Linked DNA regions of Mus musculus: all the other regions are linked to region 3. Evidence: chromatin contacts called from public Hi-C and promoter capture Hi-C data. All regions are on one chromosome and are shown on one strand. The core of a region is the stretch at or near the end of the contact, and the rest is flanking DNA. Distances in the headings are between cores, read along the strand shown.

What was found. Promoter capture Hi-C pulls out the DNA fragments that hold promoters and counts their contacts. A called contact is a pair of places that touch in the nucleus more often than the background predicts.
Region 1: a Hi-C map of neural progenitor cells shows a contact between it and region 3, with 4 times the contacts expected there. The contact joins two enhancer-like sites. A contact is called at or near these places in 12 of 484 Hi-C or Micro-C datasets (the HPC-7 cell line, adipose-derived mesenchymal stem cells, cerebellum and 7 more) and 1 of 115 datasets of contacts at active chromatin or transcription factors (embryonic basal ganglia).
Region 2: a promoter capture Hi-C map of pre-B cells shows a contact between it and region 3, with 2.4 times the contacts expected there. The contact joins the promoter of Atp6v1g3 here to the enhancer-like site in region 3. A contact is called at or near these places in 5 of 39 promoter capture datasets (the C10 cell line, the HPC-7 cell line, hippocampal neurons and 2 more).

The regions. Positions count from the first base shown.
Region 1 is chr1:136,554,948-136,557,647 of GRCm38.p6, forward strand. It overlaps a transcript of Kif14 not described here. Among named protein-coding and RNA genes, the nearest start is that of Zfp281, 69 kb to the right of the region's middle. Within about 2 kb of position 1,259, at least 55 of the 459 cell types and tissues checked have an H3K27ac peak or open chromatin away from gene starts, as enhancers often do. A contact at or near this core is called in cortical neurons and neural progenitor cells, where this site is marked.
Region 2 is chr1:138,272,342-138,275,041 of GRCm38.p6, forward strand. It overlaps Atp6v1g3 (ATPase, H+ transporting, lysosomal V1 subunit G3), which reads left to right and starts at 1,397. Exons shown (of 3, transcript NM_177397.3): 1 at 1,397-1,506. The coding sequence starts at 1,425.
Region 3 is chr1:137,330,623-137,333,423 of GRCm38.p6, forward strand. No RefSeq gene overlaps it. Among named protein-coding and RNA genes, the nearest start is that of Gm34244, 22 kb to the right of the region's middle. Within about 2 kb of position 1,514, at least 51 of the 459 cell types and tissues checked have an H3K27ac peak or open chromatin away from gene starts, as enhancers often do. A contact at or near this core is called in cortical neurons, neural progenitor cells and pre-B cells, where this site is marked.

The sequences.
Region 1 (2,700 bases), core at 9-2,508, 780 kb before region 3:
CCTAGCCACTGTTTAGTTGGGTTTTTTTTTTCTTTTGTTTTGTTTTTGTATGTATGATTTATTTTATGTATCGTGTGTGGGGTTGTGGAAGTCAGAGGACAACTTTTGGGAATCAGCCCCTCCTTCCACTCAAGTTGCCCACGTTGGCGGCAAGTGCCTTTACCTGGTGAGCCCTATCTCACTCAGCCCGCTATAGTTTCTGGTGGTTGAAAAAATATCAGTCTGGACTCAGTGGTCATGCCTTGATCCCAGCACTCGGGAGGTAAACATAGTTCATAGGTCTCTGTGAACTCAAGGCCAGGCAGGTCTACGTGGTGAGTACCAAGCCAGCCAGAACTACACAGTGAGACTGTCTCAAGAAAGACAGAAAAAAGCTGGGCTGTGGTGGCTCATGCCTTTAATCCCAGCACTTGGGAGGCAGAGGCAGGTGGATTTCTGAGTTCGAGGCCAGCCTGGTGTACAGAGTGAGTTCCAGGACAGCCAGGACTACACAGAGAAACCCTGTCTCGAGAAACCAAAAAAAAAAAAAAAAAAAAAAGACAGAAAAAAAGTCAATAGAATGGGGTTTCATGAAATTCAATATTGAACATCCATCAATAAAACCTTATTAGAACACAGCTGTGCCCATTCACGTGTCTCCACAGGACCGCCTTTCTGCCCTGATGACCAAGGTGAGAGTTTGCTGCAGAGTACAAAGCTTTGCGCAGCCTGAAGTCGTCACTACCTGGCCCTTTAAGAACAAGCTGGTAGATCTTGCTTCCGAAAAGCAAAACTGCCTCTTCATTTACAAATTCAACTCTCAGAAGCAGTTCCTGGGCGGCTTGGCAGTCCTGTCATCCTCTGTGAGTGCTCCTTTCAGAAGCGTTGGCCTTGGAAGAATGCCGTTCAGGGAACACAAACTCTTCACTTAAATAAAACAAAACAACAAAAAATCCTACCCACCATACCTGGTTATGTTCTGTAATTACCAGTGGACCTTTAAAAACTCTCAGTGGCTAAGTCTTATCTTGTGTCTACTCCGTCAGGTTTCTGACAGCCAGGGCTTGGCTGCTTCTTGACATTCCCAGGGGGTTGTGCACGGGATCAGGGTTGACCACCACTGTGAAACCTACGCCCGGGGTGCTCCCTCTGCTGTTTAGAATTAATATTTTAATCACTCTGGCCATTTCCAGTGGCAATTCGATTCCCTTCCACAGTGTTTGTGGGATGCCTATAAAATGCTAATTGTGCTGGAAACTCTGTGTCAAGAGAAAGGAATGTGCCTCTAGTCTGAGCTCAACAGCAGCCCTTCGAGGACTGAGTGCCTCCCTTCTCCCAGGCAGACAGCATCTACGTCTTCATTTTGGGACTGCTGCAAGATGCAGGATTTGTGTGTAGATACATGGAACCCAAAAGGGTATTAATAAAACGGTACGAGCTTTTGCGCTATCCCGTAGGTGTTTGGCAAACAGCTGCATTTCTACAAACTGAGAATGAGTTTGGAGAAATGGACAACCTGTAAGCCAGAAGCAGAACTAAGGAAGGATAAAGCCACAGACAGACCTTCCCATAGTCCCCTTCAGTGCCTTCAGAGTCTGTCCTGTTTCCACAGGCTGAGGTCAGTGTAGTACTGCACCATACACCATAAGGGGTATGGAAAGACAAGAAAAAACTCTCTCTCTCTCTCTCTCTCTCTCTCTCTCTCTCTCTCTCTCTTCACACACACACACACACACACACACACACACACACCATTCAGAAAACAACATCCAAAAAAAACCCACTGACTTGGGGCTGGAGAGATGGCTCAGTGGTTAAGAGCATTGGCTGCTCTTCCAGGGGTCCTGAGTTCAATTCCCAGCAACCACATGGTGGCTCACAACCATCTGTAATGGGATCTGGTGCCCTCTTCTGGCCTGCAGGAATACTTGCAGGCAGAATGCTGTATAATAAATAAATCTTAAAAACAAGACAAACAAAACAACCACCAACAAGACTAAAAGCCAAGGTGAGAGATGAGGTCAGAAGGTCTCTGAGTCCATCACGGGGATTTTTATCCCTGTGCTTGCTTTAAAAGCAAGGGATGGCTTTCGTGCCATCAAAATGGAGAACAGACCAAGTCCTCTGCAGGTTTTCTCTGTTCCTGTAATGGCTCAAAACGATGCCGGTGTATGATCACTTGATTTCCCACCTACGACCCATCAGCGGCTGCACTCGTGAAAAATGTATATAAACCAAGCAATAACCTTCCACCATCTTGAGGATGGATTTTGTCAAAATATGTACAGATTTTTTTAGACTATACCTCTACTTATTTATAGCGTACATTATGGTATACATTTATAGTGTACATATGGTTCAGTGGGTAAAAAATGACGACTTGAGGGGCTGGTGAGATGGCTCAGTGGGTAAGAGCACCCGACTGCTCTTCTGAAGGTCCAGAGTTCAAATCCCAGCAACCACATGGTGGCTCACAACCATCCGTAACAAGATCTGACTCCCTCTTCTGGTGTGTCTGAAGACAGCTACAGTGTACTTACATATAATAATAAATAAAAATTAAAAAAAAAAAAAAATGACGACTTGAGTTTGAATTCGTAACTCGAATGTAAATGCTAAGTAAATGTAGGAGCTTGCACGAAGGGAAGCCAGGAAGATGAGGGGCGGGGCCTCACGGCCAGTTAGTCTAGCCAATCAGTGAGCTCCAGGGTTAGTGAGACG
Region 2 (2,700 bases), core at 147-2,646, 940 kb after region 3:
AAAATGATGAATTCATGAAATTCTTAGGCAAATGGATAGAACTAGAAAATATCATCCTGAGTGAGGTAACCCAGTCCCAAAAGAAAACACATGGTATGTACTCACTGATAACTGGATACTAACCCAAAAGTTTGAAATAACCAGGATACAATTAACAGACAACATGAAGCTGAAGAAGAAGGAAGATTAAAGTGTGGAAACTTTGGTTCTTCTTAGAAGGAGAACAAATTACTCACAGGAGCAAATATGGAGATAAAGTGTAGAGCGGAGACTAAAGGAAAGGCCACCCAGAGACTGTCCCACCTGGGAATTCATTCCATATACAGTTACCAAACCCAGGCACTTTTGTGGATGCCAAGAAGTGCATACTGAAAGGAGCCTGATATGGCTGTTTCCTGTTCCACTGGTATAGATGAGACACTTGAAAAGATTAGGAAAAAATAATCTTTGAAACCTTAAAAGGCTTGGCCCTCCTTTTTAAATTTGTGTTTAAATCCAGGCACCTATTGGAAGAAATTGCACCTGACAGACTAAGTGACAGAAGTTTTTCAAGCTGAAGTCCATGAAAAACCCACTGGTGGGTCATACCATCTAAGTGAAAAAGGAACCAACCCCTCCTTTCCAATACAAGCATTGGATGCATAGAAATGTTACGTTGCATTCTTTACTTGAGTAGCTTTCTTATTTGTCTCTTACTGTACAGAATCAGGTGAAATATGTGGACATCACTGTACATTGTGCATAGATGGACATAGATACAAAGTAACAGAAAAGATATGCCTAAACTAACCTCAAGTGCAGGACAATAATCCCTCCTATTGTTGCCTGAAGCACTGTAGTAAGATCATCATGAACTCCAACAAAGCCTTACAAGAGAACAGCATAAGGTGCCCTAATGGTCTTCCTTTTCTACCTGAGGCCTAGGACAAGAAGAAAATAGATCTTCACCCACAAAGACAGACAATCTCTTTCCTTGAAGAAGGAAAATCAATTTTCCTCAAGCAGATAATTCAATCACAGAGACAGATAAAGGCCTGAGAAATTATTGCAAATACAAGGTGCAGGGAGAAACATTGTAACCTGAAAGGCAATTCAGCAACAGGTCAGTATTGGGATGTGGGGGTATATGGTGGCAAATATTGTTCCTAGAGATGTCCTACCTATTTCTTTAAGGAAACCTGGGAGCCCTGTATAGTTGCCTTGTTAATACAGAGCTCAAGTCAGTGACAGTGAATTGCCAGTGTCTTGGAGTCACTAACTTGTTTTCCTGGATTCCTCCTTGAGCTCACCTTGGCATCCAACTCTTTGATCCAATCAGGCAAGTTTGGAACAAACACCTATGTGTTCACTGTTGACAAAACAAGTTGAAAAGGACCCGTATCTCCCAGCTTCCACCGAAGTCACCTTCCTTGGAGCAAGACACCATGACCAGCCAGTCTCAGGGGATCCAACAGCTCCTGCAGGCAGAGAAAAGGGCCAAGGACAAGCTAGATGAGGCAAAGAAAAGTAAGTGTCACCCAAGGGGCTGGTCAGAAAATGCAGAGGGACGAGGGAGAGGACCATGGGAGTCCTTGTCAAGCAGACCTGGATTTGAACTGTGATGTTACTACTTTCCTAGTGAAACCTTAAGCCATTAGGAGGAACTCTGCAGCTGCATGTTCCACACTCCACACCAGGAAGGGGTTTTTGTTAATTGGGGTGGATGCTTTTGAGAGGCCGTGTGCAAAATGAATAGCTCTGAGGTTATGGATATAGGCTTAAGCCTACCTCTGCATCTTCTTTTACACACTTACACCTCAGTTGGCACCATACTGTGAAATGGTGTAGAGACAGGCAACTTTCTGATCAAGTCCATCACTAAGCAGTAACTCTTTCCCTTCCTTGTGGTGAATTGGTTTCTGAACACCCAGCCACGTGAGCACCAACAACAGAGGAGAAGATTCTAATAGGAGTGACGGCAAAGAAAGGGAAGGAGGAAGACAAGTTAAACCAATTTGCTTGATGCTTTTTGAGCAGCTATTTACAGTTTCATTAAATTGAGATAACGTTTAACAGCTTGCTTTCCCTCTCTGGGTAGCCTTTTACATCCCAACATCTTAAATGTCTCTGTTTTGGTCTCATTTGCTGCCTTCTGATTTAGACATATATATCTATGTTTGCATGTGAGTGTCTTTAACTTTCTTCCTACTCTTATTGACATGCACGGTGTGAGTAAGGCATCAAAACTATTTCTAATTCATGAATGCAAAAAATAGGTTTTATGATTTGCCCAAGGCAATATTTTAAAAGACAAAAATACAACATCAGCTACCATGCTCAGTATTTATTTTGTTTACTTTTCACAATGGTCTTTGTGGAAGGAAGACATGATGCTAAGCAGCATTTTTAGGATGCTCACGGTCACACAGAGAAGACTTGGAACCAATAGGAGTTGGACCAGGTCTCCATCTGCAGCCAGCTCCTAAACAATGCAGTATAGACATTTCATATAGTTTTTATACAAGACTGACATCTTGAATTCTGGTTCCCTAAGCCAAGATCTATGTTTTTCCAGGATTCTCTCTATCATTTACTAATATGTAACAATTTGAAGTGTCATTCATCTTTATAGCATTTTCCTGCTTTGTCTGCAGATAGATTCAAAATCGGATAGGAAGGGGGTTGCAGTGTCTCTAAAATGTTGCTTATGTGACTTCTGGG
Region 3 (2,801 bases), core at 264-2,763:
AGTGCCAGTTTCCAGGACCAGAAGGGCCTCCTGTCTGTTTGTTTTGTCTCTGACTCTGTCTGTTTCTGTCTCTCTGTCTGTCTCTCTGTCCATCTTTTTCTGTCTCTCTCATCTGTCTGCCTGTCTGTCTGTCTATCTCTGTCTTTCCCTCCATTCTCTCATTTCAAGCAGAAAGCCAGCAGAGGGCACTGGTAACCCTGAACATGCAAGATATCTGGTGGAAAGTTCCCTGCAGAAGGGCAGCCCAGTGTTAAGACAGAGGGGGGCGGGGGTAGGGGAGGCTAGAGAAGTATAGGCTTCGTACTTTCATGTCCGTATTTTGTAAGTCTATTAAAAATTGGGAGAACCTTCTCTATCTCTCCTTTAAAATGCTTGAGAGTGGCTTCCCCAAAATATGATAGAATAGCATTGAAATACTTCAAGCAGAGTGAAGATGATTAACACTATATTATTCTGCAATTTTTAAATCATTTTATTTGACTCAAAATGTTTGCACTCATGTGGGTAGGATTCAGTTAGAAAATTGAAGTATGCTTTGCCCATTGAGAAATGGTGTATGCGTGTGTTTCCAAGTTTTAAAACCTATTCCAAAGCAGTTATATCCATCAGGAGTGTATAAAATACCTGCAAGTGGCAAGTATAATTACTTGTGCCTGTTGTTAAAAATTGAAGTTGATGTAGTTTTTAAGTTGGAATTTCTACCAATGTGTAACCACCACTTATGTGTGTATGTATATGTGACTACTATATTTATATGTGAGTCATGTAAAATATATCACACACATATTTATATTTTTCCAGAATCTGTCTTTGTGATGCTGCAGAAACTTTCCTAGTGGTTAGTGCTGCTGTGCAGTGGTCTCTTACCTAGATGGACCTATTTTTCCACGGCACCCAAACCTGCATGGCGCTGAGCTAGTTCCTTTAGAATGACTGCCCAATGCTCAGGTATGCCAAAGCTTTCAGGACTTCGCTTGTTAATGCCACAAAAAAGAAAAAAAAATTCATGCACACATGCTTGGAAGCTCTTGTCTGAAAGACCATGGATGTCTTTACTTCCAATTAGACAGTCACTAGGCAGCAAATACAGCATATGACTTATATTGAAGGGCTATGGGCTGCCTGTATCAACTGCTAGAACAGCTAACCTCAGCAACAGTCATCAAAGCTTTAATATAAGAAAACTATATGTGCAAAGACACGTGCGAAGCTCACTTTGAATGTGTTACAGACTCCAGTACTCAGGACAGTTGGCACAGATGGCCAGCCTGACATCAGACTGCTCCTTTTTTTTTTTTTTTTTTTTAAACCGTGACCAGTTCTGGAGAGTGCTGGACTAGAGACTCTGTCATTTCTGACAACAGGAGAACCAGAGACCCAGTGACATTCAAGTTTTGGCATTTTCCAATTTCTTTTTGGATGATTTAACGACCAAAACTGCTGCAACCTACACATTTTGCTTGTCTTCCTTCCTCCACGATGGAGCTAGGATAGGATATGGCTGTTCGTGGCTTTCTGCCTCTGGATGGCAGTAACTCCTGCTTGAATGTTCATGACCCTTAACTGTAATGTCTTAAAGTAAGGACTTCCCATCCTTTGTTAGTTTTCTGTCCAAAGAAAACACGAAATTTGCTTGGTCTGAAACACACACACACACACACACACTCCAAACAAGGAGTCTGTTTAATGTTAAAAAACCGATACCACCAATCCCAGGCTAGAAAGAAAATGAGGACTCAGGGAGCTAACCTAAAAAAACAAAAAAACTGAAAACCTGGCATTTGGATATTTCCATATGTTTATATGTGATTCATTTTCCTTCTTACATAAATTAACAAATGCTGCCGAGCCAAGCGTATTTTTTTTCCCTCAAGACAACGAGGCTCTGCAAAGCTCTAGGAATATATCCAGGCTTTGGGAATAAGCATGTCTACCACTAAAATTATGTGCTCTGATTAATATAGTCCATCTGGATTTTCTGACTGAGGCTTTTCATAGACACAAAGAATTAAAGAGCTTAAACATTAAATACAGAGCAGTGCACACATGGTAAATGTGGTTCTCTAACCTCCCCATGCTGTGGCTACTGCAGTACCGTGAACCGACATCTGGATAGGGCTGTGGGCTGTAATTTATTGTCCTGTAATATTTTCCCGGTCCTCCTCTTGCATGTTCTTTTAAACCTGCTGTTTCTTTTCTTTGGTTCTCTGTCCTAGCCTCACATGCTCCTGTAATGTTTACCTCCTACAGTGAACTAGGACTGAAAGCTCTTCCAACCTCCATTGCCAGCTCTGGGCCTTTGCACAGACGTGTTAGAGAGGGGTTTGTGGGAATCCCTAGCTCCAGCTTGTGGAACCTTTAGACAGGCATGGCTTTCTTATTGGGAAAAGAGGATGGGTTAGTGTGAGAAAAAGAAATCTACTCTTGAGTATTCTTTTTTTTATTTTATGTTTTAAAGTTCTTTTGAGTACTTACTAAAAAGTAATAGATTATGACCCAAACCTACCACCCGAACTTCAGTCCTGGAAATCTCACTCAGTCTTGGTATCTAACTGAGGTGGTGTAAGCTCTTAACGGCTTCATAGTGACCACTCTTGAGTCTTTGGTGATTTGGAGGGTTTACTGCATACTCATGCATTTCATTCTTTCCTAATCTGAAAAGGGAATGTGAATCCTATGGCTTCTAAATGATAGATTAAAAATATACATATTTTTCCTGCAATGATTTTTTTTTGATGCCACATGAAATGGTTTCTGTAAGTATGAGCGAGTATGATTATTGGGTTTCTTGGGACAATAGT